Regions from separate parts of the Pan troglodytes genome. Here region 2 is linked to region 1. Evidence: chromatin contacts called from public HiChIP or PLAC-seq data. All regions are on one chromosome and are shown on one strand. The core of a region is the stretch at or near the end of the contact, and the rest is flanking DNA. Distances in the headings are between cores, read along the strand shown.

Region 1 (5,281 bases), core at 1,055-3,554:
GGGCCAGCGTCTTTCTGCGCTCACCTGCCTGCGACCGGGCTCTCTGGGCCACAGGGCGGCCACCACTCGAGGGTCACCCGCAAGCCTCGGAGTCCCTGCTCGGAGCGGGGGCTGGTGGTCGCGGTGGGGGTGGGGAGCGGGCACCCACTGGGGATTCACCCCACCCGGGCCCCCCTCCAGCCTCTGCCCGGCGCCCGGGTCTTCGGTCCGCCCTTTGCAGAGGAAGGACCCCGCCCTGCGCAGAGCGGGCTTGGGGGACCCGGGCGGGCGGCGGGGCGCGGGGTGGGGCGCGGGGGGCGGTGTTGCTCCCGCGGGCGGGAAGGGCGGGGAGCGGCCCTGCCGGGAAGGGGGCGGCGCCGGAAGCGTCATCTGGGCTTTCCCCGGCGGGAGGGGGCGGGGAGCAGATGGGGGTGCTACGAGGAGGTGGGGGGAGGGGACGCAATGGAGGTGCCGCGGGTGCGGTGAAGAGCGAGACTGGGGCAGATGGGCGCGGGGACTGGGGCAGGGGGATGAGGGTCTGGGAAGGAGCAGGTGTTGGGGACGGAGAGTGGGGGCGGGGAGTGGGGGCGCGGGGAGGAGCAGGGTGGGGGCGGAGGGGAGGATGGGGGTCCAGGAGGAGCAGGGGCGGGGACGGAGGGGAGGGTGGGGGTCCGGGAGGAGCAGGAGTGGAGGCGGAGGGGAGGGTGGGGATGTGGGAGGAGCAGGGGTGGGGCAAAGGGGAGGGTGGGGGGGTTCAGGATGAGCAGGGGTTGGGGCGGAGGGGAGGGTGTGGGGGGTCCAGGAGGAGCAGGGGTAGGGGCGGAGGGGAGCCTGGGGGTCTGGGAGAAGGAGGGGTGCGGGGTGTGGGGCCTGGGGTGAGCAGGGGTGGGGGCGGAGGGGAGGGTGGGGGGTCCGGGAGGAGCAGGGACGGAGGGGAGGGTGGGGGTCTGAGAGGAGCAGGGGTGGAGGGTGTGGGGCCTGGGCTGAGCAGGGGAGGGGACCTGCAGCCCGTGCCCAGCCCCATAGGGACCCGCCCGCGCTCCTCCCCCGCCGCCCCGGCCCCGCGCTCCTCGTCGCTGGGAACCCCCTGCGGGAGCAATGACGATGAGCAGGACGATGGCTGTGAGGGCCCAGCCCGAGCTCTGGGGCGTGGGCCGGAGCGCGGTTGGCCTTGACCTTCTTGGAAAGCCCTTGGCGGCAGGTGACTCCGCTTAGTCACGGCCCCGGGGGCTGGGGCTCCCCGAAGGAAAGGAGCCCCCGCGGAAGCAGGCGCTGAATGAGATGCACGAGCGCCACAGCCGCCGCCGCACACCCCCCGCCCCCCCGGGGTGGAAGCCAGGACCTGCGTCCCCAGCTCCCCCAGGCCCGGCGGTGGGCTCTGGACACGGCCCGCCCACAGGGCGCCTGGCTGGGCCTCCGAGCTTTCCTGTTTTCTCTGCAGCCTGGCTGGGCTTAGGGAGAGGTGGGGGGGTGCGCCTCTTGATGCTGGGGACGCGTGTGGCACAGGGAGCCGGGTGCAGCCAAGGCTTGGAGGGGTGCCCCCCGCCCCACCCGGGTCACACTTCACCCTTCGTGGGGTCGGGATCTGGTCTTTTTACAAGCTAGGCGCCCCCCCCCCCCCTTTTTTTTTTCTCAAAAATGATCACAGGGAATGAGCCTCAGCCAGGACAGCGGGCTATGAGGCTGCCTGTTGCTCCCACCAGCCTGAATTCTGGCAGGGCCCTTCTCCTCCACCCACAGCCCTCCATCCACACCCCTCCAGTGGCTCCAAGGCCCATCTGACTTGGCCTCAGTTCACCTGTTTACTTCAGGGACACCTGGTTATACTGCCAGAGGCAGGTTGGGGGGCCTGCAGGGCCGGCCTCTCTCAAATCCGCTTCTGGCTCTGCGGTCCCCACAGCACTTCCTTACCCCTTCCCCATGCTGGAATCTGAGAACCAGATATGGGGGTCCTGGTCTCAGCATCCCTCTCCATCCGGGGTGCCCTGCTGCTGCCAGCTCACGTGCCCACCATCCCATCCTCCTCAGGGTCAGTGTGGCTGCAGAACGGCCTCCGGGGAGAGCAGGGTGGGGGCTGTAGCCTGGTGCACCCCCAGCCTGCTGTCCCAGGTGAATGCAGACCCCTGGCTCAGCTGCTGACCAGATAACAGTGGCCCTTGTGCCGCAGCCTGGGTGGGGGCTGGGGTACCAGCCCCGGGTGTCTCCGGGCACAGGATGGCACCCACCCCCACCCCACCCGCAGGCAGCGGCCAGCAGGAGACATTGTCCGTCCCCCTCAACCCTGGCTATTAATAGCTCCTCTGGGCTAGGAGCGGCTATAAATAGCCCCAGCTCCTCACACAGGCCCATTCAGGCACCCGCTGCCTGGGTGTGCACAGCAGCCACACTTGCGCTCACTCAGAGCCGTGCACGCGGGAACCGTGCCACTTCTGCCCCTCCACGCCATCTGCACTGCACAGATCCAGGCTGTCCCTGCAGCCCTCACCGGGTCTCCTGTGGCAGGGGAGGGCCCTGAACCCTCTGGAGGCTTTTCCCTTGCCCCCTCCCGCCACGCCCAGGGTCCTCTTGGGGCTTCTAGCTACTCTAGGGTCTTGCTCTGGGGCTTCTGGAAGTCAGACGCATTCACCCAAAGCCAGCCTGGGGTGGGGGGAGGTCCACCTGGAGGGAGGCCCAGCCCCTGCAGAGACCTAAGCCTGGCCTCTGCCCCAAGCACTGCTGCCTCGGGCCATGAGGCTCACAGGGTCTCCTTAGCCCAAGGCTGGTCCAGCCTCCCACCTGCCCTGTGGGGCAGACGTCACTGAATTCCCACTCCTTGCCCTGGAGGCCTCATTGCCGTCAACTAGGCTATGGCCCCCACTGTGACTCCCACTCCCAGGGTGACAGAATGGGCACCTGGTCCAGGAAAGCCTGCTCTGTGGACCCCCTACCCGTCCACACTGTCCACGCCCCATGGCTGGTGGTGACAGGAGACAGGATGGGGGGCATGGGGGCTGCTGTTATTGTGTCCAGAGGAGAAAAGGAAAACAATCCTGTTTACGGAAAAGGAATGTCCGTCCACTGCCGCCAGCCAGTGGCCTTCCTGGGGGGACAGAGGCCCTTTGTTGGGAAAACAGGAAGCAAGGATTTCCAGGATCTGCCAGGCCGCCCGCCGGCCACCCGCCCCACTTCCGCCAATTCTCGGCAGCCTGCGCTGGCCACCAGCTGCCCGTCTGTCCATCCACGTTTCTGTCTATCCGTCTGACCGTGGGGCCCAGGCGTACAGCCTCAGCACATCCTGCTCTATGTGGTGCCTCAGTCGCACAGGGACAAACACCCACAGGGTCCTTGCAGGGCCTGGGAGGGCAGCCTGGGAGCTGAGACCCAAGGAGTGAGGACCCGTGCCCCACACAGGGAAGGGCAGTGCCAGACATGGAGAAGGCGGATGGGGCAGGGGCCACGGGGCAGGAACCGGGGAGGCGGGAACAGCCAAAGGGAAGCTGTGCCAGACTCTCCCCTCCCCACCCAAGAGCCGGGGATGGTTTTGGGGTGGGTTAGGGGTCACTGTGTCCTTACTACCCAAACCCACTTGCAGTCCATGGCCCACGCGATGCTCGCCTGTCACTGACCCGGGACAGCATGGGCTCACTCGTGCATGAACACCAGACGTGTGCACACTCAGCGGACACTCACCTGTGCACACACAGCACACACGTGCACACACCACGGACACTCTCACCTGTGCACACACAGCACACACATGCACACTCAGCGGACACTCACCTGTGCACACAGCACACACGTGCACACACCACGGACACTCTCACCTGTGCACACACAGCACTCACGTGCACACTCAGCGGACACTCACCTGTGCACACACAGCACACACGTGCACACACCACGGACACTCTCACCTGTGCACACACAGCACACACATGCACACTCAGCGGACACTCACCTGTGCACACACAGCACACACGTGCACACACAGCACACACGTGCACACACCACGGACACTCTCACCTGTGCACACACAGCACACACATGCACACACCACGGACACTCTCACCTGTGCACACACAGCACACACGTGCACACACCAGCACCCACCAGCACGGATGCAGGCACCGTCATGAGCACGGAGACCACCCCAGGACACCAGCAGCTGCACCCCCCGGCGGGGCTGCACTGGCCGACAGTGCCCAGGGGACTGCTCCCAGCCCCTGTGGGGGGCTTCTGTGATTCTGTGTGGGTTCCTGTGTGCCCTGTTTGGGCTCTCACCGGTCAGAGGGGGCTGGCACAGTGCCTGTGACTTCAGTCCTGGGCAGGGCCAGGAGGTGCCAGGAGCAGGCAGGCCTGGGGCAGGACTCTGTTTAGGGCCAGCTGGAGGACCCTCTGCCCCCACCTCCACATCCCAAGTCGGCAGCTTCCTCCCACTGTGGTGGTGATACAGGAGATAGAAAGAAATTATTTAGGTAGATAATGAGGGCAAAAGAGTCCTCAGCAGAACCTCCCTTCTAACAAAAAGCAGGCCGGGCGAGGTGGCTCACAGCTGTAATCACAGCACTTTGGGAGGCCAAGGCGGGCGGATCGCCTGAGGTCAGGAGTTCCAGACCAGCCTGGCCAACCTGGTGAAACGTCTCTACTAAAAATACAAAAATTAGCCAGGCATGGTGGTGTGTGCCTGTAATCCCAGCTACTCAGGAGGCTGAGGCAGGAGAAGCGCTTGAACCCGGGAGGCGGAGGTTGCAGTGAGCCGAGATCTCACCACTGCACCCCAACTTGGGTGACTTAGTCTCAATAAATAAATAAATAAATAAATAAATATTAGCCAGGTGTGGTGGTGCGTGCCTGTAATCCCAGCTACTTGGGAGGCTGAGGCAGGAGAATCGCTTAAACCTGGGAGGCGGAGGTTGCTGTGAGCCGACATCGCAGCACTGCACTCTCAGCCTGGGCAACAGAGAGAGACTCCGTCTCCACACAAAACAAAAAAAGCAGAAAGCAGCCCAAGAAATCACTTCTTTTTTAACAAAGAGCAGCCTGGAAGATTAGGCGGCAAACAGATCAGGCTGGAAGCTTCACAGGACATGGAGGCAGCTGCACAGACAGAAAGGGCTCCCTGGGGCCAGGAACGTCCACCCTGGGGCTCCATGTCCCTCTTAGTTAGCACACACGCACAGTAAGAAAAAAATGAGCGGCACGGAGTAGCTGCCCACCTGCATAATAAAAGACTGGGGTGCCGGCCGGTCACGGTGGCTCACGCCTGTAATTCCAGCACTTTGTGAGGCCGAGAAGGGCGGATTACCTGAGGTCAGAAGTTCAA
Region 2 (5,281 bases), core at 811-3,310, 270 kb after region 1:
TCCTGGGGGCTCCAGGGCAGGCGAGACTGGGAAAGGCCCAGCCCTGGAGCTCCAGCCGACCCCACCGTGCCCCTGGCATCCTGGCCCTGGCCGCCACCTCCCTGGTACCGTCTGCCTGCAGGGATTCTGTGTTTTTGGCTTTTTTAATGTCTTAAAATCTTTTACTCAGGTAATTTTAATTTCAAAGAGAAAAACTGAAGTAAATGTCAAAAAACACCAGCCTTAAATCCAGAGGGACAGAATTCGTGTTCTTGGGTCTGTCCCGAGTGGGCTCGCGTGCAGCCAAACATCAGCTCTGGGTCCAGGCGTGGCCTCAGCTGGGAGCCTGTGTCCTGAGCCCCTGGAGCAAAGGGGTGCCTGGGGTGTCTTGGCCCTCTCTGGACAGACAATGTGTGCACCTATGTGGAAGGCCAAGGACATGGGCTGTGGCCAGGCCTGTCCCGCTCAGGCCCCCTGCCCGGCGGCCGTCTGTGTGCGGGGCCTCCCTCCTGGCTGTCCAGGACACGGCCCGTGCAGCCCCAGCCTGGACCCAGGCCATCTCTGGTTGTGTCTGTGCCGACTCAGTGTTGAATCAAATCAGGTGTGCGTCAGGAGCCGGCTGTGTCCTTCCTGCCACACTCGGGGATTCATTCCTTAGAAACTGAAATAAATTCTAATTTTGGAAACTCCTGTTTTGTGACGTGTGAAAATGGGGTTCAAGTAATGAAGGATCCCTGCCTCTTCCCCCGTGCTCCAGTGCAGCGGGTACTCGTGGCCCTGCCGGGGCCCTGGGGGAAGGAACTTGCCTGGTTTCCAGCAGAAGAGACAGAGTCACTGTCCCTCCATGCTGACCTGTGGGACCCTTCTCACCCACCAGGTGGGACGCAGGTGGCCTGCTGACACTCAAGACCCTCCATACCCAGTCCCACCAGATTCCAGAGTGTGGACCAGACTGAGCCAGACTGGGGCCCCGGGGGGTCGAGGAGACAGATCAGGAGGGCCCAGGGCCTGGGGAATGGGGAGGGGTAACACCTGCCAAGGAGGATGCTGGGAACGGGCGCCCAGAGCGGCCGGGGGGAGGGGGCTGCTGAAGAGGGAACGGTTGCTGTGGGCTGCAGAGGTGGGTTGGGCACGGGAACCTCACCACATCCCTCATCCAGTCACCTGCCCAACGCACGCAGAGGGTCCTGAGGGCTTCACCCGCAGCCCCAAAGGGGCAGAGCTGGGGTCACGCAGAGTCTCGGAAGCCCACGCTGTGGCCCCAGGAGAAGGTTCTGGATGTAGCTCCTGTATGTGAACGGTGGGCTCGCGCCGCTGCCGGAATAAAGGGAAACCACAGGCAGGAGGGAGGCGCGTCCAGGATCCGCGGCCACCGGCCTCTCAGTCCTCTGGGGCCGGGGCCGGAGGAGATGGAAAGCGGGGGCACCACAGACTCATCTGAACCCCCGCGTTCATTCGGACACACAGACCCCAAATTCCTCCCCCAGGGGTCGTGTCCCTCAAGCCAGCCGAAGACCCCGGTGCCCGCCCAGCCCTCCGGGAGGGTCTGCGCCTGCGGCCTCGCGGGGCCTCTCCGAGCCCAGGCGCTGTTCCATGGGCGGGGCACAGGTCCAAGGCCCCTTCCCTCCTAGACGGCAGGCGAGGGGCCCGAGAGGCCGGAGGCCAGGGGACAAGGTCCCCGAGAGGCGGCGCGAGGCTTCGGCGGCCCAGAACCGCGGCGGGGTCCGGGTGGGGTCCCGGCCGCCCGTGGGGCGCGGGGCTAAGCCCCGGCCCGACCCGAACGGACGCGGGCCTCGGTCCCCGCTGCCGGCGCCGGTGCAGCCGAGGAAATCCGGGGCTGCCCGAGCGGGGTCGTCGCTGGCGGTCTCGGAGGCGTTCCCACCTGTCACCCCGTTCGCAGCAGCGCGCGCCCCGTGACGCCGACAGCCACCCCGGACGCCTCCGACCCTCCGGCCGGGAGATGCGGATAGACGGACGAGGCAGCCAATTAGAGCCCGGCCAGACACCGCGACCCCTCCCCCCCCCGCCCCACTCTCGCCCACTGGCGATTGGGTTGCGGGGCGCGCGGGGCGGGGCTTCCGGGAGGGGCAGGCTGGCTTCCGGCGGGAGCGGCGCCGCGGATGGCCGCACACAGGGCAGCGCTCGGGGCTTCGCTCGCGGCTGCCCGACTCTTGCCCCTCAGCCGCTGTTCCCCGTCGCCGGCGCCCCGCTCTACGTTGTCGGGCGCCGCCATGGAGCCCGCGCCTCGCTGGCTGGCGGGGCTACGCTTCGACAACCGCGCCCTGCGCGCGCTGCCCGTGGAGACGCCGCCGCCCGGTCCCGAGGGCGCCCCGTCCGCGCCGCGGCCCGTGCCCGGGGCCTGCTTCACCCGCGTGCAGCCCACCCCGCTGCGGCAGCCGCGCCTCGTGGCGCTGTCAGAGCCCGCGCTGGCGCTGCTGGGCCTGGGCGCGCCGCCCGCGCGCGAGGCCGAGGCCGAGGCCGCGCTGTTCTTCAGCGGCAACGCGCTCCTGCCGGGCGCCGAGCCCGCCGCGCACTGCTACTGCGGCCACCAGTTCGGCCAGTTCGCCGGGCAGCTGGGCGACGGCGCTGCCATGTACCTGGGCGAGGTGTGCACGGCGACCGGCGAGCGCTGGGAGCTGCAGCTCAAGGGCGCCGGGCCCACGCCCTTCTCCAGGTGGGCCGGGGCGGGCGAGGGGCGCGGGTGGGTCCTCCCCGCCGGGGCGCCCCTTCCCTCCGCCCGGCGCGGTGTTGGGGGCGTCCGGCGGCTACTGCCAAGTGGGGCCTCCCCTGCACCCGCGGGAGCGCGGTGCTGGCAGCCGCCCGCGCCCTGTGCTTATCAACCCGCCGAGGACCTTGGAGTCAGCTCCACCAGGGACGCCGCTCATGTTTACCGACGTTCGCTGGGGCTCCAAACCCAGGGGCGGGAGCCGGGATGAGAGGTTAGGCTAACCCTAACCCCGCAGGTCCCCAGCCTTCCTCCGATCGCTCGTGGGGCGGGCCGCTTCGTCCAGCAGCCTCGCTCTGCGACTGACTTCACGGAGGCCTGTCCCTGACTTCCCTGCGGGCAGCCCTTTTTAACCCCGAAGTGAGGTGGGCATCGTTTAGATTTCTGTGGGGGGGCACATAGGTGTTCTAATAAGGCAGGATCTGGGTCCAGATGCCGCCAGGCCCACCGGGGAGCCGTGCACGCGCCACCTGCCTCCTGTGTATAGACAGCGCTTGGGTCTGTTCTGCTCTTTTCTACTAAACAATGTACTTACTCCATATTCTTTACTGCTTTTGTGAATGACTAGGAAAACAATACCCACAAGTGTACATTTTATGTTCAGAGAAATGCTAAACCCGCATCTCATCCGGCCCCTCCCTGTGCTCTCATCACCTCCCCCTCCAGCACCTGAAATGCCCCTCGGTCCCTCAGCATCCCTTCCCCGGGGCTCCATCTCCCAAGCAAGCTCCTCAGACTGAGGGTCTTCCTCACTCCCCCGTCTCCAAATCCGTTCTGTTCTGTGTCTGAGGGCAACCTGGCTCTCCCTCCCCACCCCCGGCGACCTGCTTAGAGTTGACAGCACCGGCCGCCCACGGGAGCGTTTCTGACCCTTGGAACGTGGTGGAAATGCTGCTCAGCCTGGGGCCTGCTTGTCCTGTGAGCATTTTTTATTTTTATTTTTGTTTTTCTTTTTGGCGATCATCTTAAACTTTATGTTTTCATTTTTGGTGATATTTTAAAGTTAAAAAGACAATTTTTTTATGAGAGTAATCTGTCGCTGGAAGACACTTTTTATGTTTGAAGACTTGAGTATTAACTCACTGCTTTCAGACCTGAGATCTGCTAGAATATATTTTCTCCTAAAAATTAAGGAGTCCTTTGACCTTTACTCAGGCCCTGCCTGTCATCCCCACACGTGTCCTGGGGTCCCTGGCCTCACCCGTTCTCCGAGATTGAGGCTAACGTCTGAAGTGGCTGTGAGAAGGAAGAGACTTGAACAGTGAAAACTGAAAAACATAAAGAAAATAAAGAAAACATAAGTAAATGGAAACATCCCTTGCTCGTGGGTTGGATAACTTAATATTAGAAAGACAACGGTACTCTTTGAAGAGATTCAGTATAGTCCTTATCAAAATACCAATGACAGTTTTTGCAAAAATAGAAAAACCCATTCTAAAATTCACATGGGGTCAGGTGCAGTGGCTCACTCCTGTAATCCCAGCTCTTTGGGAGGCCAAGGCAGGAGGATTGCTTAAGGCCAGGAGTTGGAGACCAGCCTGGGAAACAGCAAGACCCTGTCTCTTCAAAAAAATATATTTTTTATTAGCTGGGCATGGTGGCGTGTGCTTCTAATTGCAGCTACTCAGGAGACTGAGGTGGAAGAATCACTTGAGCCCAGGATTCAAGGCTGCAGTGAGTTGTGATTATCCCATTGCACTCCAGCCTGGATGACAGAGTGAGACCCTGTCTCAAAAAGTAATACAATTCATACGGAATCTCAAGGGACCCTGAATGGACAAAACAATCTTGAAGAAAGTTGGAGGACTCATGCGTCCTGATTTCAAAACTTACTACAAAGCCGGAGTCAGCAAAACAGTATGGCATTGGCATAAGGATAGACATAGACCAGTGGGATGGAATAAAGAGTCTAGAAATAAACCTTCACATATATGGTCAGCAAATTTTCAACAAGTGTGCTGAGACCATTCGATGGAGAAAGACTTTTCAACAAATGGTGCTGGGAAAACTGGATCCTCATGCAAAAGAATGAAGCTGGGTCCTTACCTACACCATGAACGAAGTTAAGAGTGGACCAAAGACCTAAACATAAGAGCTAAAACTCCTAGAGAAAATAGGGAAAATGCCTCATGACATTGGATTTGGCAGCGTTCTTGGCTATGACACAAAAGGCACAGGCAACTAAAGAAACAGGCAAACAGGACTTCATGAACACTTTAAAAATTAGGCATAAAAATACAGTATTAACAGTAAAAATGCAGCCCACAGAATGGGAGGAAACATTTGCAATTCATATATCTGATAAGTAATTAATATCCAGAATATACAGAGAACTCTCAAAACTCAACAACAGGAAAAAAAAATTCAAAAATGGACAAGTATTTGAATAGACATTTCTTCAAAGATGTGGCCAATAAGCACGTGAAGAGTTTATAACATGAGAAGACGCTCAACGTCATCAATCATTAGGGAAATGCAAACCAAAACTACAGTGGGACAGCACCTCATACCCATTAGGATGGCAGTTATTTAAAAAAAGGTTGACCTGGGCGTGGTGGTGGGTGCCTGTAATCCCAG

The links. HiChIP or PLAC-seq counts read pairs in DNA pulled down with a chosen protein or histone mark.
Region 2: a contact with region 1 is called in an H3K4me3 HiChIP or PLAC-seq map of stem cell-derived excitatory neurons, with 11 times the contacts expected there. The contact joins the promoter of SELENOO here to the enhancer-like site in region 1. A contact is called at or near these places in 4 of 7 Hi-C or Micro-C datasets (blood, induced pluripotent stem cells and stem cell-derived neural progenitor cells), 1 of 1 datasets of contacts at active chromatin or transcription factors (stem cell-derived excitatory neurons) and 1 of 1 other capture datasets (stem cell-derived neural stem cells).

What each region holds. Positions count from the first base shown.
Region 1 is chr23:52,053,192-52,058,472 of NHGRI_mPanTro3-v2.0_pri, forward strand. No RefSeq gene overlaps it. Among named protein-coding and RNA genes, the nearest start is that of CRELD2, 20 kb to the left of the region's middle. Within about 2 kb of position 2,305, at least 16 of the 24 cell types and tissues checked have an H3K27ac peak or open chromatin away from gene starts, as enhancers often do. A contact at or near this core is called in induced pluripotent stem cells, stem cell-derived excitatory neurons, stem cell-derived neural progenitor cells and 1 more, where this site is marked.
Region 2 is chr23:52,321,997-52,327,277 of NHGRI_mPanTro3-v2.0_pri, forward strand. SELENOO (selenoprotein O) reads left to right here and starts at 2,061. Exons shown (of 9, transcript XM_063807748.1): 1 at 2,061-2,653. The coding sequence starts at 2,100. It overlaps LOC134809677 (a long non-coding RNA gene), which reads right to left and starts at 1,930. Exons shown (of 2, transcript XR_010155990.1): 1 at 1,144-1,930; 2 at 201-640. TRABD (TraB domain containing) reads left to right here. Exons shown (of 10, transcript XM_016939469.4): 10 at 1-665.